3 separate regions of the Zea mays genome follow, and regions 1 and 2 are each linked to region 3. A link is a contact called in public Hi-C data. All regions are on one chromosome and are shown on one strand. The core of a region is the stretch at or near the end of the contact, and the rest is flanking DNA. Distances in the headings are between cores, read along the strand shown. Region 1 holds the start of LOC109942441. Region 2 has its middle 42 kb from the start of LOC109942441. Region 3 holds the start of LOC100281850.

The links. A called contact is a pair of places that touch in the nucleus more often than the background predicts.
Region 1: a contact with region 3 is called in a Hi-C map of ear, with 4 times the contacts expected there. The contact joins the promoter of LOC109942441 here to the promoter of LOC100281850 in region 3. A contact is called at or near these places in 10 of 25 Hi-C or Micro-C datasets (bundle sheath, ear, endosperm and 3 more).
Region 2: a Hi-C map of tassel shows a contact between it and region 3, with 3 times the contacts expected there. The contact joins the enhancer-like site here to the promoter of LOC100281850 in region 3. A contact is called at or near these places in 10 of 25 Hi-C or Micro-C datasets (bundle sheath, ear, endosperm and 3 more).

The regions. Positions count from the first base shown.
Region 1 is chr9:6,603,937-6,608,166 of Zm-B73-REFERENCE-NAM-5.0, forward strand. LOC109942441 reads right to left here and starts at 2,003. Exons shown (of 1, transcript XM_020544449.3): 1 at 1-2,003. The coding sequence starts at 1,319. The coding sequence ends at 6.
Region 2 is chr9:6,561,595-6,565,738 of Zm-B73-REFERENCE-NAM-5.0, forward strand. No RefSeq gene overlaps it. Among protein-coding and RNA genes, the nearest start is that of LOC109942441, 42 kb to the right of the region's middle. Within about 2 kb of position 2,492, at least 17 of the 20 cell types and tissues checked have an H3K27ac peak or open chromatin away from gene starts, as enhancers often do. A contact at or near this core is called in bundle sheath, ear, endosperm and 2 more, where this site is marked.
Region 3 is chr9:6,391,288-6,395,504 of Zm-B73-REFERENCE-NAM-5.0, forward strand. LOC100281850 reads right to left here and starts at 2,960. Exons shown (of 2, transcript NM_001154770.2): 1 at 2,660-2,960; 2 at 1,734-2,342. The coding sequence starts at 2,770. The coding sequence ends at 2,190.

The DNA.
Region 1 (4,230 bases), core at 753-3,252, 210 kb after region 3:
CTCCTCTAGCAAACGACGCATTTCACTAGCCCGTTCTCGTTACACTTGGGGCACCGCCTGAACGCTCCGCCACGGGAGGCACAGGCATCATCCTCGTCCTCCACGAACACCTTGCAGCTGCCAGAGCACCCGTCGCACGGCACGAACCGCACCCCGCCGCAGGCGGCACAGGCGTCCTGCGCGCCGGCGCCTCCCTTGGCGGCGGCGGTGCACGGCGCCGCGTCGCAGACGCCGAGGGCCGCCCCGAGCTCCCCGGCCTCGTGCAGGCGGCGGACCTCCTCGGCGCCGCCCAGACGCCGGCCGTCCACGAACACCTGCGGGAGCGGCGGCAGGCGGCCTCCGTCGCCGAGCGCGAGCGCGGCGCGGAGCTCGTCCTTGAACCCGGCGTGCATGGACAGGTCGCGCTCGTCGGCGCGGACGCCGTATCCGCGGAGCAGCGCGCTCGTGGACCAGCAGTCCTCGTACGTCTGCCGGACCCCGCGGAGGCTGGTGAGGTACACGACGACTCGGCCCGCGCTGTCCGGCGCCGGCGCCGGCGGAGAGGCCTTCCTGGCTAGCTTCGTCCTCGTCCTACTCCTGGCGTTGATCTTTTCCTGGAACACGTCGACCCGCGCCCGCACGATGCCCGGGAACGTCGGGATTCCGCGCGTCTCGACGTCGCCGCCGCCGCCTCCGCCGTTGCGTTTCGCGGCGGAACCAGGAAGTGGCGAAGGCGAGCCTGCTGGCGTCGCCGTCAGGTCGTCGAGCGCCTTCCGGAACGCGTCCAGGAGGTCCGGGTCGAGCACCGGGTGCGCGGGGGACCCGGGCGCCGACTGCGCCTTCCGCTCGACGCCGTCGCCGTCGCCGACGCCGCGGACGTTGTCGTCCGTCGCTTCGTCCTCCTCGTCGTCGTCGTCGAGACCCTCCATGAGCTCCCACACGTTGATCTCCTCGGGGTCGCGCCCCGGCGTCTTGCTCGGCGTCCGCGGCGCGACGGCCCTCCGCGGCGCCTCCACCCTCTTCGGGCGCCATCCGCCGAGCGACGGCCCCAACAGCTTGGTCCCTGCGCCACCGTCGACGCCGTCGCTGCCGCCGGCCTTCGTCATCGTGCCCGACTCGTCCCCGCCGCCGGCGCCTCGTCCTGCAGCGTCGAAAGAAAGGCCCGCCGCCGCGACGGCCGCGGCGGCGCGGTCGAGGCTGAGCGTCCCGAGCGTGGACGAGCGCAGCGCGACGGAGTGCCGCGGCGGGGCCCAGCGGCCCGATCGGCTCTGCGGCTCTGGCGCCCGCGCCGGCAGTCCAGTGGCCCCATGCAGCGCGTGCTTGGAGCCCTTGCAGCCCATGCACGTGCACCGTGGGCCGCGGCGGCGGGTAAGGAAGGGAAGGGAGCAACTCGATCAAGAACCTGACGCTGCCTGCCGTTGAACTGCGGGGTGGAGTAGGAGGAGGAGGAGGGAACGGCTAGAACCCGGTCGGGAGGTCAAACTAGTGGAAATCTTGGGTGGGAAGCGGTCCGCGACGAGATCACGAGAGGCAGCAGAGCCCGGGTCGGGAGGGAGGGAACGCATACGCACCACCGCCCTTTCGCGGACGACTGGACGAGGCCGGTGCATTTAGGCGGTGCCCAGGCGGCGTACTGAAACGTACGCGCACCGTGGCGCTGTGCCTGTGCGCGTGGAATTCTCTATCCGCGGCACTGAAACCATGTGCCTCGCTCTCGGTACTGCACGGCGCGGCGCATTCCCACTCCCCACTCCCACCCTGTGTGCCGCAGCCTCAGTAGCAGCCGCAGCCGTGCAGTTGCTGCGGGGGCGGATGGTCTCTTGTCATCACATCAGGGGGAGTAATGGCGAAACGAAAGGTCTGGAAGAATTTCGACGCAGAAAGGTTGCGGCATCGACAAGGACCCGTTCCCGGCCGCGCGACGCATTCCCCGTTCGTGAGCTGTGTGCACGGGACGGGAGTTGCGCCGTCGTAGTATCGTATCGTATCGTATCGACTCCAACCTTCCTTCTGTTGGAACGACTCCGGCTTTTTCCTTCTTTATTTTGTTTTTCAAAAGAAAAACCGTTGATGGTTATTTTTTTTTTCTTCTCTCGTTAACTTGCGTGGTCAGGTCAGGCGTCCACTTCAAGATTTTGAACTGGGCAACTGGCTAACGGGTTTACTCGCTTTATCCGGCCACGTACGTAACGATAAACCCTTCTGCGGTTCTGTGCCCATCACAAGTTTCCGACACCGACGGATTCCCGCGCAGGGCGGCAGACGCATGAGAGCTTATCATTCCGGCAGTAAGAGCATTGGGCGCGACAGCTGAGCTGATCCCTGACGAGTGCACACAGCGCCTGCCGATGCGATGCGAGTAATAATCATAAGCCACCAGCACGTGCCAGCGGTTAAGTATATATCCGGCCTCCGGTCCGGCGTCCAAATTCAACTGAATTCGTAATCCTTCTATACAAAAAGTAATGATCTTCTACTGCTCTCTCTGGACAAAAGGAAGCAAAAAAAAAAAGCTACTGCTCGACGACTTTTGTTGGCTAAAGCCGGATCGATGCCGTTTCCGTGCACAGCTTTGGCCGGCCGCCGGCCCGGCCGGGGTCCGTTTTTACTTCGAACCCATCGGCCAGCGCTGGAACGGAACGGAACGGAACGAACGATGCGAGCAGGCGCCTGCCTGCAGCCTGCCTATGACCAAGCTTCAGGCTTCTGCCACAAGTAGCGATGGCAACGGGTACATACCCGTCAGGTAGTACCATTCCATACCCGTACCCATCAAAAAAATTCTACCCGTCGGGTTACCCATATATACTCGCGGGTATAAAATCTTACCCATACCCGTACCCGCGTGGGTATTTTTACCCGTCGGGTAACCCATACCCGCAAGGAAAGAATTAAATTCCAATATACCAATCACTCAAAATATTAAAGAAACATATAAAAACAACTTTAATTTCACATATAACAAATTATATGATTACATAACTTGGTATCTAGACAAATGATAATTAGAGAAGAGTTTTATTCTAGCTAAGTTGGACTCTATTAGATGTTTATAGTGCTATTGATGCGGGTATATTTTACCCACGGGTAGACGGGTATGGGTAGTACCAACCCATACCCGTACCCGTCTACCCAACGGGTAGAGGTTTTTACCCATTAACATACCCGCGGGTAGAGAAATCATCCCGTACCCGCCTTCATATCGGGTAAAACCCGTCGGGTATTCGGGTTTCGGGTACCCATTGCCATCTCTAGCCACAAGATGTCAAGCGCCACCGCGCGCGGGTCTTTTTGCTGTTGTTTTAGCGAGCATGGCTCGTGAGGTGAGACGTGATATTGGGTCTGTTTGGTTCAGCTTTTTTCTGACCAGTTTTTCTGAAAATCTGGCTGTGGGAAAAATTTGAGTATCATTACGATTAAGTGTGGAGGAAAATAAAGTTGTTCATAGGGCTCAGGATCTAGAAAGTGACAGATTCCTACTATTACAACGACTCAACCAATTATGTGTTTTATGTTGATTTTGGATGGTTTTTGCCCCCAACGAATTTTATAGAAGCTGACTGAAAAGATGAGCGTTTGACAGTCTGCAGCAGCTTTTGGTGGTCAGAAGCTGCCAGAAGACGAAACAAACAGCCCTGTCTTTTTGCTGTTGTTTTAGCGAGCATGGCTCGTGAGGTGAGACGTGACATTGTCGCGTGTTTTTTTTGTGTGTGTGTCAATAGTCATACGCGAGTGCCGTGCCCTGCCTCTTCTCGTATGATCTGGTGCCAGTGACCGGTCCACCTCTCGCGCTTTACCTTGAACCGTCTCTTGCTGCTTTTGCGTGTTGGTTGCCCTGCACACGTCTTTTAATTAAACCATGATTAGCTTTACTCATATAAACACGATGCTTTGTTTCTTATTAAAAAAACTGAGAGAGAGGGGCGCGATGGGTAGTCAAGGTTTGCACGATGGTGTTTGTCTGGCAGTTGACACCTGCGAGAGGAGATGTCTTAGCTTAGGACGGCCAACTACCAGCTAGTCATGCATATAATGGTGTTGATACCAAGTGGTGTAAAATAGTGCTTTATTAACAAACCCAAATACAGCTCTTCTTTTGCCAGTCCCAGTTCAGTTAGACTGCTTTCTGCCTCTCTCTGTCGATGAGGAACCTTACGCGGTGAGATAGATTAAGATAGTTGCACCAACTAATGTCTTGCTCCATTGTCAAGAAGAAGATAATCATATATACTGTGCACCGGTGATGTTACA
Region 2 (4,144 bases), core at 1,242-3,741, 170 kb after region 3:
GCGCTCGCCCACGCGCTCGACCCATCTGGGCTGGGGCACGCGGCACACTCACTCGTCGGCTTAGGGACCCCCCGGTCTCGAAACGCCGACAGCATCGCATTGAGTTTTATTATTAATTTTGTTCCATTATTATTCTGGTATGGTATTTACTTACATCTAGTAATTGCTAATAAAATTTGACCAACTTATTAAAAGCAATGCTCAGCTTGAACCCCTATTGTTAATCAGCTTTACACTTCACATGAACTCCCACCTTTGGTGAGTTCATGCACATTATTCCCCACAACTTATTGAGCTATGATCTTTTGTGAGCTCACACTTGCGATACATAACCTCCCCCCTCAGAGAAGAAGAACATGTGGTCCAGGAGGAGCCGTACAATGAGGAGTACGAGTTGATCTAGGTGGCATCTCCCAGTCAGCTTTATGGCACCAAGGATGGACGTTTACTTCGCTTTATTACTATCATTTATTTTTGTAAGACTTCCACTATGTAATAATAACATTTATGATATTTGTGACATTTATCTCTATACACTTTATCATTATATGTGTTGTTCTTCTTTGGCGCACATATGAGACGCACCTGACTTTATCCCTTAAATCCGGGTGTGATAGTCAAGATCTAGGACATACATTCATCAATGGACATCATGCATAAAACAGGTTATTCAAATAAATAGAACAAAATTTGTTCTCAATTATTATCTTATAGCCACCATCTTCCTCTAAATATAAAAAGATATAATTTTCTTGCACAAAGCTACAATATAATAACAATTATTGAATTCCAAAAATAATGATGATGGTGATGATAAATGATAAGTGTTGATAACCAATATATCAATGTTTGCTCTATTGCAACCACGCACATTCGGCTCGCCTCTTTCAAAAATTTGGGTCCTTTTTAGTCCATGTAAATCATTGTTCCAGTATCAAATACTCAGGATTCACTAGAAGAAACAACAATATTAATTTCAATAACATATATACCTGAAGTAGAAGTCACGCTAGCCTTTTTTTTTCTTTTCTTCCTAGTACTTGCACTTTTTAAACCAATGTACAAGATCACCATAACATAAGCATTTGTCTTTAGGAGAATGTCTAAACTTGGGCTCTGTATTGTCTTTGAAATATCATCTTTAGTCTTGTTCTCGTTCTATGCTTTATAAAAGCATTTCTGTTTCTTATCGTCCTTTTAAACTATCATTATATGATTAGAGTTCTTTTTAATGCTTTCTTGGATTTCTTAAGCATCCTATAGATTTCATATATGTTATTTGTGTGAAAGTTGAAAATGAACAGCTCATCTTAAAGGGAGAGACCAAAGGATCGTATTCATAGCCAGTTTAGGCCTTGTTCATTTACATCAATCCAGCTCTAGATTAGTATGGATTGGAATTAAATTCATGTCATAATTCATGCCCCAAAAAAATCCAAACCTACTCGGTTTTTTTATTCGTTTAAACCCATCATGGATTATAACCCAAAGGTTTGAGAATTTTTTAAACTACGGAAGGCATGGATTCTATTCATAGTTCATTAGTATGGAACAAATCTATGAAGGTATTGCACAAGTTTATATTAGAATCAATGGATTAAAAGAATAACTAGTTTTGAGAGATATATGAATTAAATGGTGGATTTAATCTCACCATAGGATTGGACGTGAGGTATGGATTCATCCGATCCAGACCCAATCTATGGTGAGATTATCCCTTTTAACCGAACAAGGTCTTATAAGAAGAGCAAACTAAACTGATAGGCTTTTATTTTAAATATTCATTAGATTTTTTATAAATTAATTGTCTCTTAGAGTCTTAGACACATATTTAATCATACATCCATGTCAGGCGCACTGTAGGTCGCTAGAAAACACATGCATCCTCGCAGTAGAGGTAGAGGGCATACACACACCTGTATAACCCATTGTGGGCCAGCGGGGCTTTGGACGTGGCCGAAACGCAGGGATTCAGAAGTCAGGACACATTTGTTGGTAGATAGAGTACACAACCGGCTGATGCAACACTGGGTGCCTCATGTCTGGCTGTGCAGAAGCCGACGACGAATTGTTAGCGACATATAGACGCATCCGCCATTGACAATCCATGAATAGTCCACATCGATGAACTTTTGGGCGTCTTCTCTTTTTGCGACACTTTCGTGGTCGATCAGTTCTTGGATGGCATGTCGCTGTGTCGGGAAAGGAGTTGTCGGGGTGTACATCCAACTGTTATGGACCCTTGTTTATTTTCAATTTTTAGAGATTTGTTAAATTTCAATAGGTCAGGTCAATTTTCGAATTCTTGCTGCAGTTGTACATAAAAAAAAGATCCATGTCCCCAAGTGAACGCAAAACCGTCACTCAGGTTGCAACTTGCAAGAAGAAGAGATGGGGCAGGATTTCATATGACCCGTTGTCATGAGGCCAATAAAAAGACAGGTATTTCAAAAGCCTAAAGCCAGGACCATCTGGACCTGTTTGCCGATCCAAAAAAACTTTGGCCTGCCATGTGCACAGGCCATTAGGATGTCCATTGCAACAGTAACTTATACAGCAGCCCAATAGGCTCACTGATTTCGTTGCCGGTGGAGAAAGTTGAAAGTTTTCTCGACTATATGGTGGTTCGATTTCTTCTCGTTAAACTGTAAAATCAGTTTATCAAACCTCTTAACTTTAGAAACTATATTTTTTTCTCTTGGATGATTTTACTGACGTAGCGTTAAAAATAAATCAGATTGGATTGAAAGTTCAGCGAGGTAAATCAAACTAAATATATTTTTAAAAATTATCCAAAAATCATAAAAATATATTTTTTTTTGATAAACTTATGCCTCCATTATTTTTGTGTGTATATTGATTGTTGTTTTCTCTTATGTATGCTTGTGTGACCGATCACCGTAGACAAGAACACGGTCCAGAAAATGTTACATGGATATCAAGAGCAAGGATTAGAGTTTACCGAACAACACTATTTAGACCAAGGCAAGTGTCTTTGACTGTGTTGATCCCATTTGATAAATATTTTCGTTAAAAATTTGCATGCTTGTGTCAATAATGCGCACCTAATTATAGGGTTACTAGAGTTTCCACAAAAATTCTTGTAATTGTTGTTATCTTTCTTTTTTATGGGTGGAAAAGTTTAGACATGCTTTACTTCGTATAAAGTTTAATTTGATTAATTAATTGCTTAATATATACAAGTAATATTTATGAAACATGAAAAGTTTTATTCAGGTGATATGATATATGGATTGCGTCCAGTAATATTTTAGTTTCCGCATTTGGCAATTTAGGGACTAAAATGGAATAAAATAAAGGGACTAAAAATTAGTCCCTAGAAACCAAACACCCCATAGTGTCATATAAGAAATCATGATGCAAGTAACAATTCATGCACATAGCTCATCACATATCATCAAGGAATAGCAAATGGCATAGTAGATCATCATAAAAAGTTCTAACAGTTATTACAATAAAGATAGAGCATCATCAAGTGTTCATGGTCAGTGGCCATCATACATCACAAGTTCAAACATCATCACATAGTATAGTTATTATAAGCCAGAGTTCAATACATGAATAGATAACATATAGAACAAAAGGTCGCTCTCAAGGGCCACAAAAACGTCTTCTTCAACTTATCTTTTCCTTCTAGCATCTTCAAGCAATACCATCTTCAATCTCCAACACATTTATCCCCATTTTTGGCACCAAGCACCAAAATGAGAAGAGAACCCAACTCACCATCCACCAGGGCCGCCATAAGAACCAGGAGGAGGAGGATAAGATGGAAACAAAGACTCAACCCATTGATCTGCAAAAGACGACTCACGTGGAGGGTCTTCTACAGGCGGCTGGGTAGAGGAAGAAGGACATTGGAGGAGGAGGCAGAGCTAAAGAAGAGGGTCGAGGATCACTTAGTACAACACCACGAGCAGGAGCAGACTAAAAGGATCCATCATCAACAAATTCTTCCTCTTCATCCTCTAGATTAATAAAAGGCACCACATACTCTTGATAGTGCCACAAATTTAAGTCCTCTAGATAGACTGGCAAAGGGGCATTATGCTGGTGGGGAGGCATGTTGTAACCCATATGAGCAGCAAATTGGTGCATGTTGTCATCATGCTCACGTGCCTCA
Region 3 (4,217 bases), core at 1,710-4,209:
TTACATTACAAATATGTGAACCAAACGACACCTTAGATTGATCTATTAATTTTATATATAGTTTTTTGCGTTGTTCATTTAGAAGATTGTTGATTTAGTTACAACTTGCGATAGGTTTTTACTTATACCGTCGAATGTGGCTCTCATCTAAGTTCTAGAGATGGCGCTAGTCAAGGTGTTCGTGTTCCCACTTCGGCTATATTTGGATACTCACCCCAACACATATGAATTGAAGGAGATTGAGATGTAAATTAAATTAATTTACATCTCAATCCATCTCAACCCATGCATGCTGGATATTGAGGTCACCGATCAACTTGCCCTCACCTATGGGCTCAAGCCTGAATTCCTGCCTGATCAAGTTACCTTCTCTGTACGAAAGATACTTTGGATGCTGAGGTTTCATGAAAAACAAACACATCATAAATGCGCGTCATCTCTTGCAATGGGGCCATTTGGATAGGAGAACTGGCTTGAAGGGCTAGTTCGTGCAAGATGTCTTCAGTGGCCATTATTAATCTTACCTAGGTAATTCTTGTACGCCGAGCGGGCAGGTTGTCGCCCTGCATCAGCTGCTTTTACCTGTACGTCCTCCGGTCTTCCTGCTGGTACTTGATCTGGCACCCTAGCTTCACATCTCTTGACAGCCCGTAAAACTCGTGGATTTCAAAACATTACCATTTCCTGGCGCGTCTTTGAAAACAAACTCGGGGACGATTTTTTTTCCTTGACGAAGAGAGAAACGTACAGAACCTGCTTGGAATCCCTCCGACAGATCAGCTGATGAGGAGGAGAGAATTCGATGCCAGGGGAGACGAATCCCTTGCCTTCAAACCTCCACTTCCAGCCGTGCATACCACTACCAGGACCAAAAGGAGAGAGAGTGGCATTCGGATTCGTGATGCCTCGTCTATCCCCATCAGACAGTTCGAACGACTACTGTTCTGTGACTGTGAGCTGCGAGAGCGCGCAGTGCGTGTGACTACCTATACTGGCTGGCATATCCGTGTAGTATCCGTGCGCGTCGTCGCCGGACACATTCACGCGGTGCCATCGATCTACGCGTTCGGCGTTCCTGCGAGGCAGAAAGAAGCTAGCTAGGCTAGGCACCATTTCAACCGATCGACCCAGCAGCTAGCTAGCCTCGATAGCTCTCGTGCGACGACGACACACACAGCGACTACTATATAAGGTAGCTCCAAGGTACTACTGTCCCAACTCCCACGTAGCTTGACTGACGATCGAACGAAGCAGAGGCGGTCGCCACGAGCCTTTTGCCCGGCCCTGCTCCTCCCATTCACCGGGAGGCGACGACAGGCCCGAGTGACCCGCGCATGCGCACAGCCAGACCTGTCGGCGCGCGTCGTCGATCGGGGCCACGGCATGGCATCCCATGCAAAGCGAGAGGTAGATGACAAGTGACAACTGACAGCAGCGCGCTCTCACTGCCATGCCATGCCAACTAGCTATCTCCGACCTCCTGGCCTCTCTCATCACACACTACTGGCCAGCAAGTGTCCGCGAAACTGACCCGGCCGCCGTTTGGCTGTCGTCTTTATCGTTACTGTCCTGATTATGATGGCTTGCTTAATTAGGCGTCGCGGCACGTAACGACGAACGCGCGCGGTTAGATTGGATGGAACCGAACAAGCTGCTAGCGAGGAGTGTAGCTAGCACGCTGTAAACAAATTAAGCTGCTGCGTGATGGCAGATGAGACATGTAGATATATATATAGATATTGATATATTACCAGTACGTACGTAGTACAAGTTGACAGATCGATCGGGGTTGGTCGGTTGTCTGTCAAGGAGGAAACAACTCGATCCAGACCACACACATAGGTTTACACCACCACCACGACGACGACGACGAACATGGGACGAAGCAGCCAAGTACAAACAAATGGAAAAGGAGCTAAGCTACTAGGAGAGTATAGCAAGGAAACAAACAGCCAAGAGTGGAAGAGAGAGAAACCATACTTAAGCTAGGCAGCCCTAGTTAATACGGAGTAGTACTTAATAATGCCCTACCAATTAATAAACCAGCCTTAGCCTGTCGTCGGCGTACGTCGTCCTTGGGTATATTCAGCTGCTATATGTGGTACACACACACACACTCGGCAATGCGCTGAGATCTGGCGATGGCGAGAGGCCGGCCGTCACGCCATGGCCGGACGGACGGACTTGGGCTAGCGGAGGAGGCTGCGGATGATCTCGGCGCCGGGGCTGTTGTGGTCCATGCTGGCCATGAGGTCCGACAGGCGGTCGCTCAGATCGTCCACCTCCCGGTGCAGGCTCTTGATGTAGCTGCAGGTCTCCTTGAGCAGCTTCGTCGTCGACGCCTGCATATCACATCGTACGCACACCACCGTTGTTTTGTTTACATCATCAGACGATCCACGACGATCTCTTGGCTTGGAGCGAGTGAGCTACCAGCTGCCAATAGCACTCTTTATGCATACTTGCAATAAGCGGTACGGTGGCACTGGCACCGCAGTGTATAGCACTCTTTAATTTATGCATGTGTGTCGTGTCGGTGTGATGGTGTCAGTGTCACTACTCAATACTGTGAGATCAGAGAAGTAAAACTACCTAGCTAGCTAGCTAGATCATGCACATCTTGGTTTGAATGCGCATGCGTTGTATCGTATATTCATACCTGGCTGCCGCCACGGCGGCGCGCGCTGGGGAGCAGCGTCTGCAGCCTCGAGATAAGCTCGTTGATCTCCTCCTCCGAGACCGTCGACGCGCGGGACCTCCGGCTCGACATCGTCCTTGTGTTAGAGAGAGAGAGAGAGAGATAATGCGGCGAAGAAGACCACCGGCCGGGATCGCGGAGGCTAAGCGACCGCCGGTGATGGAGCGAGACGACGATCGAGAGCAGCACCGAAGAGCGAGCTGAGCGGGAGGAAGGGGAGAGCAGCTGTGCGCGACCCGAGATCGAGCTCAGGAGCTATCCGATGAACGCTGGACGGCAAGCTCTCAAGTGTGGCGATCGATGGGAAGCAGAAAGGGGGCGGGGGGCTTAATTTATAGGGGAGACGAGACCAGCCGAGAGCCAGACGGAGGAGTTAGTTAGCTCTGCTACAAAGTAGTTTGGTCCTAGCCGAGCAGCAGCCCGAGCTTGAGGGGGAAGCTTGAGCTAGAGGTGGCTGGAGTCAGGCGGGCACAAGCGCACAAGGACAGGAAGATGTAACGCGATCCGTGATGATGCCAAGAGACAGCGAGTGATGTGGTGAAGAAACCGGCCCGCTGCCGTTGCAGGCATCACCTACAGAGAATTTGGGGGTTTCGGGGAGGGAGAGGGCCCGCGGCGCGTCCGGTCCCTCTCTTGTTGCTGTCAATAGCGGACGCCCACGGGCCCACCGTCTAGTTATGAGTTACGGCCACAGACCAACCTCCCACTCCACTTGCCGCGTGCCAAGGAATTCGGCTACCAGTAGGTAACTGGTGAAGATCCTTTCAAAAAAGAACTTTGTTGCCTCCTACACTATATATCGTCGTTGTCTAGATCCCGTACGTCGCAACCGTTTCCATTCGTAATTGAGTGTGTATAGTATAAAATATTAAGATATGTATGTTTTGTTGGTTAGATGAGTACCAACATGAGTTTAAAACCAACAACCATAGTTTGAATTCCTGTCTATACATAATTTTAGCTTTCTACCTTTAAATAAATATGGAAGGAAAGAGGTGTCGCACCACGACGATAAAAACTGTGTTTTTTATGTGATTTTAACTTATTAAGGTTCTTTAAACATACAAAATCATTTTAGGTTTCTCGATTTTTGGGAAAATTATTAATGATAGATTTGGACTAGATAACAAAAGTTTCTAGAAATTAGATTCAGCTACAAAAGACAGTAGAGAAAAATCCAGAATATTGTAATCAATGTCTAAATGTGTTTCAAAAACTTCTCATAAACAAACAAAAAATATATGAGATGCATCTAGTATATATGAATGCAACGTACATTATATATATATATATATATATATATATATATATATATATATATATATATATATATATATATAACTGGTGAAGATCCTTTTAAAAAAAGAACTTTGTTGCCTCCTACACTATCGCCGTACTCTAGATTTTCTAGTAAGCTCTGAAATCAGGGTAAAGTATTATTTACTAGTTAATTAGGTACTCGTAGGTTGCAACGGTTTTCATTCATAATTGAGTGTAGAGTATAAAACATAAAGATATA